2 separate regions of the Ovis aries genome follow, and region 2 is linked to region 1. A link is a contact called in public Hi-C data. All regions are on one chromosome and are shown on one strand. Each heading gives the region's core, a stretch centred on a gene start, on an enhancer-like site or on the middle of the called end of the contact. The rest is flanking DNA. Distances are from core to core; before and after follow the strand shown.

What was found. A called contact is a pair of places that touch in the nucleus more often than the background predicts.
Region 2: a Hi-C map of liver shows a contact between it and region 1, with 5 times the contacts expected there. The contact joins two enhancer-like sites. A contact is called at or near these places in 11 of 16 Hi-C or Micro-C datasets (hypothalamus, liver, mixed tissues and 5 more).

The regions. Positions count from the first base shown.
Region 1 is chr8:26,495,302-26,500,486 of ARS-UI_Ramb_v3.0, reverse strand. It overlaps SLC16A10 (solute carrier family 16 member 10), which reads left to right. Exons shown (of 6, transcript XM_004011485.5): 4 at 492-635. Among named protein-coding and RNA genes, the nearest start is that of MFSD4B, 30 kb to the right of the region's middle. Within about 2 kb of position 3,711, at least 18 of the 54 cell types and tissues checked have an H3K27ac peak or open chromatin away from gene starts, as enhancers often do. A contact at or near this core is called in liver, where this site is marked.
Region 2 is chr8:26,663,056-26,668,132 of ARS-UI_Ramb_v3.0, reverse strand. RPF2 (ribosome production factor 2 homolog) reads left to right here. Exons shown (of 10, transcript XM_004011200.5): 5 at 2,350-2,431; 6 at 3,024-3,100. Among named protein-coding and RNA genes, the nearest start is that of RPF2, 15 kb to the left of the region's middle. Within about 2 kb of position 3,647, at least 4 of the 54 cell types and tissues checked have an H3K27ac peak or open chromatin away from gene starts, as enhancers often do. A contact at or near this core is called in liver, where this site is marked.

The sequences.
Region 1 (5,185 bases), core at 2,462-4,961:
CAAATAGGCAGATCCTCAGATAGAGAAGCCTTATGCCTTTGTCCTGGAAGCTCCAGTGTAACTTACTTCAGTTTGGGTTAGGTCCTCCTAGAAGAGATGAGACTCCAGAATCGAGCCTTCAAACTGGCTTTCAGGGGAGCAGATGATGGGCCGGGTCCTTGGGTGACCTTGTGGTGTGGTGTGTTCAAAGGTCTCTTCTCTTCCTTTAGTTCATGGCCCAGTGATAACTGATAAAGGGTGTGCTGGTTACCTTTTATTAAAAATGTTTTTAAAGCCCTCTTATAAAAATTCTCCTTATTTATACAAGCTAAACCACGTTGCGTTTTCCTCTGGTGTTCTCATGAAAAATTATCATAGACAAATTTTTATAAAAATTTGACTTTGGAAAGAGAGTCTATTACGTGTACAAAAAAAGGCATTTGTACAAAGCCTCAAAACTCGCCAAGTTTCCCTACTGCATTTCATGTGGCTTCTTTCTCTTTGGCCTACAGATGAAACATGTGAATGAAAAGTTTCAGGATGAGAAGAATAAAGAGGTGGTTCTCATGTGCATCGGCATCACTTCAGGAGTCGGACGGCTGCTCTTCGGCCGGATCGCGGATTATGTGCCTGGAGTGAAGAAAATTTATCTCCAGGTACTTTGTTTTTTTTTAAACATCTTGTACTATGTAAAGTCTAAAACCTCATTGATGAACCTCCCATGTACCCATCCCACAGTGTCGAGCATTATTGCATGCATTTCCAAGGGAACTAAGAAGTATAGGGAAATGCCTTCAGGTCAGCCTCTGCGAGTGGAGATGGGCTTGTGGTGTTGCTTTGATTCTTCTTTTTTTTCTATTTTGCTGTGCTGGGTCTTCTTGGTTGTGTGAGGTCTGCTCTTTGTTGAGGTGTGCAGGCTTCTTGTTGCGGCGATGTCTCGTCACGGAGCACAGGCTCTGGGGTGTGTGGCTTCAGAGGCTGAGGCATGTGGACTCAGTGGTGGTGGTTCCCAGGCTCTCGAGCGCGGGCTCAATAGAAGTTGCTCTGTGGCATGTGCGATCTTCCTGGACCAGGGATTGAACCTGTCCCCTCTGCGTTGTCAAGTGGATTCTTTACCACTGAGGCCCCAGGGAAGCCCTTACAGGTACCTCCTTAATAAGCCTTTCTTCCTCTAGCAAATTTATCCTTGTCACATAGTGGCTCATGTATGTACTTATTTACTTAAATTATTCCGTAAACGTGAGAACTATTCTCTAGACCTTTTAACAAGCAGCTTTTGAAGGGCAAAATCAGTTATGAGGTCTGGGTTTTTTCTTTGGCTGTGCTGCACGGCATGTGGGATCTTAGTTCCCCGACCAGGGGTTGAACCAGTGCTCCGGTTTGCAGAGGGCGCTCCGAGTCTTGACCGCTGGACTGCCAGGGTAGTCCAGAGTTTGGGGTTTTCAACATGAGAAACTGGCGAACAAACAGTATTCTTTGTTGTCATGGAACTGCACCAAACCAGAATGGTTCTCTATCTTCTGCTTTTTCTAAGAATGCTTTCTTTTTGACGTGGTTCTCATGGTCATGTGCCTTTTGCAGTACCCTGTGAAATTCAGGGATGTGCATGTCTTTTGAGTTTCTTCACTGCAGATTGCCTTCTGGGTGTTGTGGGCTGTGCTGTCCCGAGACCATACCGTTGTTCACTTGACAAGTATTTAAGTGACTCCTCCACGCCCGGTACTGTGCTAAATGCTACAGATGAAACACCATCTGTGTGCTCTGTGACGAATGGTCTCTGGGCGAGACAGATAAAGCCGTGTTGCAGCGCAGTGGAATAACGGGGCTAGGCGGGCCACAGAAACACAGGCACGAAGCAGCTGAATCACTAGAGGAGGTCTGAGCAGGCTCCCCTGGCTGGGGGACTGTTGAGAGGTGACAGTTAGACAGACAAGGAAAACGGAGAAGAGAGCTGCAAGCAGAGGAAGCCACATGGGCGAGGAGATGGAGAGGTGGCATTGTGTGCTGTGCCCGGGAGACAGCGTGTGAGTGGACTAGAGAGAGAATCGTAGGTTGGCTGGCTGGCGAATAGGCAGGAGTCAGGTTGGGAAGGGCCTTTGTGAACACAGAAGAGGCTGAGCTCGGTCCTGAATCTGCCAGGAGCCATTAAGGATTTTTAATACGAGGCGTGACAAAGAGTTGTATTTTATAAAGCTTAACCTAGCAGCTGTGAAGGGTGAGTACAGAGGAGGCGGGGCCAGGGTTCATCCAGCCACAAAAGGCGACATACTGTGTGGTTCCCTGTACACCTGGTGTCCAGCATTGGCTGATCCAGGGACAGAAAGTGTAGATCAGTGGTTGCTGGTGGCTGAGCGAAGGAGGGTCTGGGGAGTAACTGCTGCTGGCTGTGGGGTTTCTTCTGGGGTGACGTAAATATTCTAAAACTACACAGTAGTTTGTGACGGTCAGTGAACCAAGTGCGCCTTTCCTCCTTGCCCTGCCCTTCAAGGTGCGTGCTACCACACTTACAGATGCGAACTCCGGGGGACAGAGGCTGCCTCACTGTGGGTATCTCTATAGATCTAGGCGGTCAGCGCAGTAAGGAGTCTGGTCACATAGCTGGAAGGCTGGGAGAGTACTACCTTTGAAAGTATTGCTGTTACGATCATTCCTCTTTATTAACACCTTAACTGTGATGGTATCTCTGTCGCGTTTAACAGAACAGTCTTGTTCTCAAGTGTCAAGGGAGCCCTCTAGTGGACATTTGTTGCCTTACAGCCTTTCGGCTTCCTTTCATTTATTAAAAGAGAGGACAGGGAGGCCTGGCGTGCTGCAATTCATGGGGTCGCAAAGAGTCGAACACGACTGAGCGACTGAACTGAACTGTGCCCCAAGCACCAGCCCCAACCCTGGTGGGTGATACAAACATGATACAGACATTGTCCTTGAGTTCCCAGAGCAAGACCTGAGGCAGGGAAAAGCTGGGGGTGATTGGGAACTCAAGAAGACAGGGAGAGTGGCCTGGGAAGAGGTTGGAAAGAGCAGGGCATGGGGAGAAGAGGGGCCAGATTAAACAGAGCCTTGGAATACACAGTGGAGACATTTTACTTTAAGCACAGTAGGCCTTGCTGGAGGATGACGTGATCTTGCATTTTGAAGTCGGGGTGGTTGCTCCATGTGTGGAGGATTGAGGACTGCGAGGGAAGCGGGAGTGCAAGAGGGAGGGAGACCAGGGAGGCGATGATACAGAGTCCAGGTTAGAGAGGATGGAGCCCAGACTGCGGTGACACGATGGGTGAGGTCACGGCGTGTTTTATGCATCAGCGCTTTACTCCAAAACAGCTTTGACTTTAGAAAGGTTTCCCCTCTAGAGGTGGACAGTCGGGTCATCTACAACGTAACGGGGGCAGATACGTTAGTAGTTCATGTGACTGAGGAAGGGAAACAGCCTGCACTGACTTGGCCCACGTGTGGCCTAGTTACACGGAAGTGAGTGCAGGATGAGTAGCTTCATTTTGGATGAAAGGTGGGCCACAGCCTGGCTGCCTTTAAGCCGCATCTAGTTTTTCTCACCCAGTGTGGCACAGCGAGTGTCACACCTGGTCGTGTGTGCTGAGTCACAGGCGAGGTGGCTGCAGCCCAGAGAGGCCCGTGGAGCACAAGGCTGGCCGTTACGTCCTGTGCTGCGGGGAGCCGCCAACAGCCCTCCCCGCTCTCCCCTGCCCTGACTCCCGAATGTTGTGTGGTTTTTGATTCTTGGCTCTTCTCTGCTGTGATCAAGTCCAGCTCTGTCTGTCGGCTTATTCCTCCTCCCCTCCCTGTCTCCCTGCCTGGCTGTTTGCCCTCTGGCCCCGCTGTTAAGGGCTGGAATGCTTCCGCAGCTTACCTTCCTCTCCTTCCTTTCGTGGGTGCTGGGTTTTCTCAGACACGCCTGCTTCTTGCTTCTGTTACAGCTCAGCCTTGTCGGGGCAGTTCTCCTCCCTCCCTGTCCCTGTGACACCAGTTCCGAGTGGCTTCCTGGCCTGGGACACAGTTTGCAGCATCCCATGTGGTCTGCTTTGAGGGCACAGTCATCTTGGGTTTGGGGAGGCTGCAGAGCAGAAAAGCACAGACTCTAAAGTGAGATACAGCTTGTCTCCAGATCCTGCAGAGGGCTGTGTGAGGATTCATGGTGACAGCTTATGTAAACTGCCTGCCCAGGGGGAATCACTAGTAAATCCTTGCTTTTGTGAGATTTTAATATTCTGTTGAATACTGAGGCAGACCCTGATTTGAAACAGGTCTCAAGAAAGGAGACCTTGGTTTTTCTGATGTGGGGATCTTTGCTTATAGGGAACAGAGTTTAGGAATATATCTTACACTTTTGCTAAAGAGTTCTGAATTTAAACTTCCAGCAAGGTCTTGGGTAACCAAGTATTTTCAGCCTAACAATTCTGAATACTGAGCGAAGAGGTGATCGAAATGTGTTATATAGAATAATGATGGGTGAAGAGAATCTCTGCAGAGGTTCCCGGAGTACGTCACTAGGAGAGGGAAGACTGTGTCCTGGCATCTTCCCGGCCATCTCTCGTAGCTTCACAGGCCTTTCTAGTCACCAGTACGTTACTGCAGATTTCTATTTTTACTGTGTACCTGTTTCAACAGTGTGAGTGTTTCACAGGTGTGCAAGTTGTAACTCTGATGAAAAGAATCGAAAGCTTTGGGTTAAGATCACTTTCCCATTGTGTCAGATTGCTCTGTGCCACGCACATACCAAAGTGTGGACATCACATCCATGTATGTAAGCAGACAAACCTCGATGAGTGCGCACAGGAGAGGTCTGGGAGGACCATCAAATTATCGAGTGGTTATTCCTGACCAGGAGAGTGTGGGTTGAGGGTGGGAGGGGGTTGAAGGAAGACTTTCATTTATTACTGTATACATTTTTCTACAGTTTGAATTTTGTCAGGAATATATTCATGAGTTACTTTTGAAATGCAGAATTGTTTTTTGTAATTTAGAAAAACGCAGCACTTTTAGATCCGTCTTCTTCTGGAAGTCACTTCTGCTTGAAGTAGAACGAACGGAGCCGCGTTGACCGGTTTTGTTGTTGGTGGTGCTGTTTTTGTTCCCTTTTAGTATTTTATATTTTCTGAAAGATACCTTGGGATAAAAGGTATATGCTTCACCAAACGTAAGCTACTTCTACAACGGCACCCGGACATTTCGCGGTCCCTCTGCCTGAACA
Region 2 (5,077 bases), core at 2,398-4,897, 170 kb before region 1:
TGTGTGTGTGTGTGTGTGTGTGTGTGTGTGTGTGTGTGTGTGTGTGTGTGTGTGTGCGTGCGCCACATCTTCTTTATCCATTCACCTGTCAATGGACATTTAGGCTGCTCCCATGTCTTTGTTGTTGTAAATAGTGCTGCTGTGAATTTTGGGGTGCATGTATCTTTTCGAATTAGAGTTTTCTCCAGATATGTGCCCAGCTGTGGGATTGTTGGATTATATGGTAGCTCAGTTTTTAGTTATTGCTGGTGGCTTTTTTTTTTAACTGATTTAGTGTTGACTGTGCTAGGTCTTTGTTGCTGCGCAAGCTTTTCTCTAATTGTGGTGAGCAGGGGCTGCTCTGGTTGCAGTGTTTGGGCTTCTGTTTGCAGTGGCTTCTCTTGTGGAGCACAGACTTCAGGCATGTGGGCTCAGGAGTTGCAGTTCCCAGGCTCTAGAGCACAGGTTCAGTAGTTGTACACGGGCTTAGTTGCTCCGTGGTATGTGGGATCTTCCTAGACCAGGGATTGAACTCTGTCTCCTACATTGGCAGGTGGATTCCTTACCACTGAGCCACCAGGGAAGCCCTTGTTTTTAGTTTTTGAAGGAGTCTTCATGCTATTTTGCATAGTAGCTGCACCCAGCTTACATTCCCAATGGTGTAGGAGGGTTTCTTTTTCTCTACACTCTCTCCAGCATTTGTTATTCATAGGCTTTTTATTTTTGCAGGTCACATCATGTGGTATGTGGAATCTTTGTTCCCTAGCCAGGGATGGAACCCCTGCCCCCCTGTAGCGGAGGCACAGTCTAAACCACAAGACTGCCAGGGAGGTCCCCTAGACTTTTTTATAATAGTCATTTTGCCCAATGGCTCAGTTGGTAAAGAATCCGCCTACAATGCAGGAGACTAAAGTTCAGTCCCTGGGTTGGGAAGGTCCCCTGGAGAAGGAAATGGCAGCCCACTCCAGGATTCATGCCTGGAGAATTCCATGGACAGAGGAGCCTGGTGGGCTACAGTCCACGGGGTTGCAAGAGTCTGACATGACTTTCGACTAAACTACCACCAACACCACCACCATTCTGGCTTATGTGAGGTGGTACCTTACTGTAGTTTTGATTTGCATTTCTTTAATAATTAGCTATGTTGAGCGTCTTTTCATGTGCTTATTGGCCATCTGTATGTCTTCTTTGGAGAAATGAATATTTAGGTCTTCTGTCCATTGTTTGGGTTGTTTTTTTGTTGTTGTTATTGAGTAGTATGAACTGTTGGTATATTTTGGAAATTAATCCCTTATTGGCCTCATTGTTTGCAGATATTTTCTCCCATTCTACAGGTTGTCTTTTTTCATTTTGTTTATGGTTTCCTTTGTTGTGCAGAAGCTTGTAAGTTTGATTAGATCTTATTTATTTTTGCTTTTATTTGAGTCTTTAAGCCATTTTGAGTTTATTTTATGTGAGGTGTGTTCTAACTTCATTGATTTACATCAGCTGTCTGGCTTTCCTAGCTCCACTTGCTAAAGAGACGGTCTTGTCTCCCTTGTGTATTTTTGCCTCCTTTGTTGAAGATTATTGACCGTGGGTGTATGGCTTTATTTCTGGGCTCTGTCTTCTGTTCCACTGATGCATAGTCTGCTTTTGTGCCGCTACCATGCTGTTTTGATTACTGTAGCTTTTTAGTATTGTCTGGAATGTGGGAGGGTTATGCCTCTTGCTTTATTTATTCTCTTTCTTTAGGATTGCTTTGGCAGTTCTGGATCTTTAGGTCCCATATAGGGACCTATATTTTATATATAGGTCCCATATAAATTTTAGGATTATTTGTTTTGGTTCTGTGAAAAATATCGTGGATAATTTGATAGGGATCACATTAAATCTGTAGATTACTTTGGATAATATGGCCATTTTGACGATATTAATTCCTCCAATCCAGAGTATGGGATGTCTTTTCGTTTCTTTAAATCATCTTCAGTTTCCCTTGTCACTGTCTTAATGGTTCTCAGCGTTTAAGTCTTTCACTTGCTTGGGCAGGTTTGTTCCTAAGTTGTTGTTGGTTTTTTTTATGTGATAAAAAAGGGATTTTTTTTTTTTTCTTTTACTTTCCCTTTCTGGTATTTCCTTGTTAGTATAAAGAAATGCAGCATGTTTCTGTATGTTGATCTTGTATCCTGCTACTTTGCTGAATTCATTGATCAGTTCTAATAGTTTTTGTGTGGACTCTAGGATTTTCTGTGTTTAGTAGCATGTCTTCTGCTTATAATGACAGTTTTGCCCCTTCCCTTCCAGTTTGAGTACCTTTTATTTCAGAGAAGTACAATTCTTAAAGTTCTTATATTTATCCATTGATTTAATGGAATTTCTTTGGTTTTACAGGAATTTTTTTCAAAGAAGTCAGATTGTTCTTTATTCATGTTTGGCTCCCATAATAAGAAGCGGCCAAATAATCTAGTAATAGGTAAATGTCATTTACTTTTTAAAACTTTCATTTTATAGAGTCAGTTCTGTGGCTCATATTGATGGTATTCAGGAGTAACCAGTAAACACTAAGCTAGTTTTTTATTTATCTACCAGTCTGTAGGTAAAGGATGGGCATGTTAATATCACCTTCAATCAAGTTGCAGAGGTTTTATGACTATAAAACATATATCCTAAAATCAGCATTAGAGTTAGAAAAAAAAAAGTATCATACTCACATAAAGTGACCCTTTCCTAATAAATACCTGTGTAATAAACATATTTGAAAATAAACCCTTGCTCTGTATTGAGACTTGGGTTGACATAGTCAGTGACTCAATGGCAAGCTCATTACCCTCCATGGACTTTTATTTGCTCTTCTGTAAAATAAGGAAGTTTGGCTAGGTGATCTTTTAAGATCCTTTCCAGGACCAAGGTTGTAACAGTTCATTCTAGGTGGAGTTGAAAATTTAAGAAAGAAGGAACATGTCTGGGAGATTAAAGGACAAAAAAAAGAAACAGATAAGTAGATGAATATAAGGCAGCTCTTTTGGAAAAATAAATGATTAAAAGAGAATGTGTTTTTTTTCTAGGTCGTATGTATGACTACCATGTGCTGGATATGATTGAATTAGGTATTGAGAAGTTTGTCTCCCTTAAAGATATTAAGGTAAGATAATTGATTTTTTTTAAATAAGCGTTTTATGTTGCTCTTGGGCAATAGTGACATCTTGTGGTGAAGAGTAAGGATACAGTTTTGTAGCTTAAATGAGAAAGAACTTGGTTTTTATGCTAGTGTGCTCGAAAAACTAAAAAGCACAATTTCATTTTATCTTCAAAAAGAAGATATTTACAGTGTATAACACATATGTAGGCAGTTAGAATTCAGAGTTGTTACTAACTCTCCCTTAGGCTCTTAGTAGAAGTGCTGTCCTTAACCTCAGAAATTTCACAATTTTCAAAGTGAACCCTTTTCTAAGAAGGGAAGCTTGCCTAGGAAGCTCTGGGTGATCCTAGAGTATTTTGGCTGCTAGCCATCAAATTGCTAGCTCACTTCTCCCCTTGAGGACCGGCACCTTTGTGTCTCCTTTGTTTGGGATTATGAAATAGAAAGTAGTAAATAGTTTTAGAAAGGCAAAAAACTGTCCTAATGCAGCTCCTGGATCCAAATTTGGCTTCTGCTCCCTCTGACCTCTGCTTCTGGCTTGATCTTGTCCAGCAAACACAACATTTCACTGTGACCTCTTAGCTGCCCTCTAAGGCCAAAATTATTTTCCCTGTTGTATAGATTTGGTGACAGAGGCCCAAAGGAATTCCGTTGATGACCTAGGGTCATACATATAATAAATGGTACAACTAAGATTAGGACTCAAGGACTTTGGTACTATACTTGATCTTAGCCAAAAGGCTGGGGAGCATTAGGACTCAAGAATTTTGAAAGAAAGGATATTGAAGTCTTTAATGGAAGGTTATGTAATTGTTCTCAGTTTATGGATCTTTGAGGATCTTGGTATAGTTGAAAGAATTATAGCAAATACATAATCACTCCTTTTCCCAGCCTCCTCTAAGAAGAGGACATGCTGTCTAGATTTCCTGTAGATTTGAAAAAGAGCTTTTATTAGATCCCCACTTAATCAGCTACATGAGCCTCCTCAGGTACAGGGTAGAACAGTGAGACTGGATTTAGAGACAGAACACTTGAGTTTGAGGCCTTTGCTGGTCATTCAGGTGACATTTGTGACCTGACAAGTCAGTTATTTCCCTGGCCCACAATTGGCAGTCCAGTGTTAAATAGGTGTAACAATGTCAGATGAGATAATATATGTGAAAATGTTTATCAGTGAAAATAATATGTTGAAAGGTATTTTGAAAACTATGTAAACTGTGATGCCTTGTTGTGGATGCCGTCATGTTATCACAGTGTGTTACGGGTCCTCTTTGGGGCTGTGTATGAACCTCTGGAGATGAGCGGTGCCGCTGCTGCTAGTGTGGCCACCTGCCAGTGGACGTGAGTGCTGGCCGATGGCTACACGCCAACCCCTCTGCTCTTTGTACTTCCCTTCCAGAGCAAAGACATACCCTGTCACTGTGCAGCTTCTAAACTGGACCACAAAATCATTAGTGTTTGGCAGGCTTGTTCTTAACAAGAGCTGTTTAAATTGAGTACTAAATTTTCACTCATGGAACATATCCATAACTATAAAATTCATTAACTGATGAGAATGTGCTTACATTGGCAATCCCTACATAGGCTATTAACCAGTCCCTTTCACTATGACCTGTTATTTGGTTATTATACAAGCTTATATTTTTGGTTTGTTTTGAAGTTGTGTGTCTTGTTGCACTTTCTCTCCAGATTTATTTCCTCCTTATTTCTACCTCCTCATTTTAAAGACATCTCTACCAGGCATTTCTTTTCTGACTTGCCCACTTTTATTGCCAAGCTTCATCCTTTTGTTAATACTTAAGCAACAAGTGATTAGACACTACCAGGAAATAGAGTGATTAATCTAGAAACTTGTTTTCTAAGATGATCAAAATTCTAGGGGTGGTTATTCTGCATAGAATAAGTCTAAGGAATGAGATTATTTAAAATTTAAGGTTAGTTAGGGCTTCCCTGGCGGCTCAGAAGTTAAAGCGTCTGCCT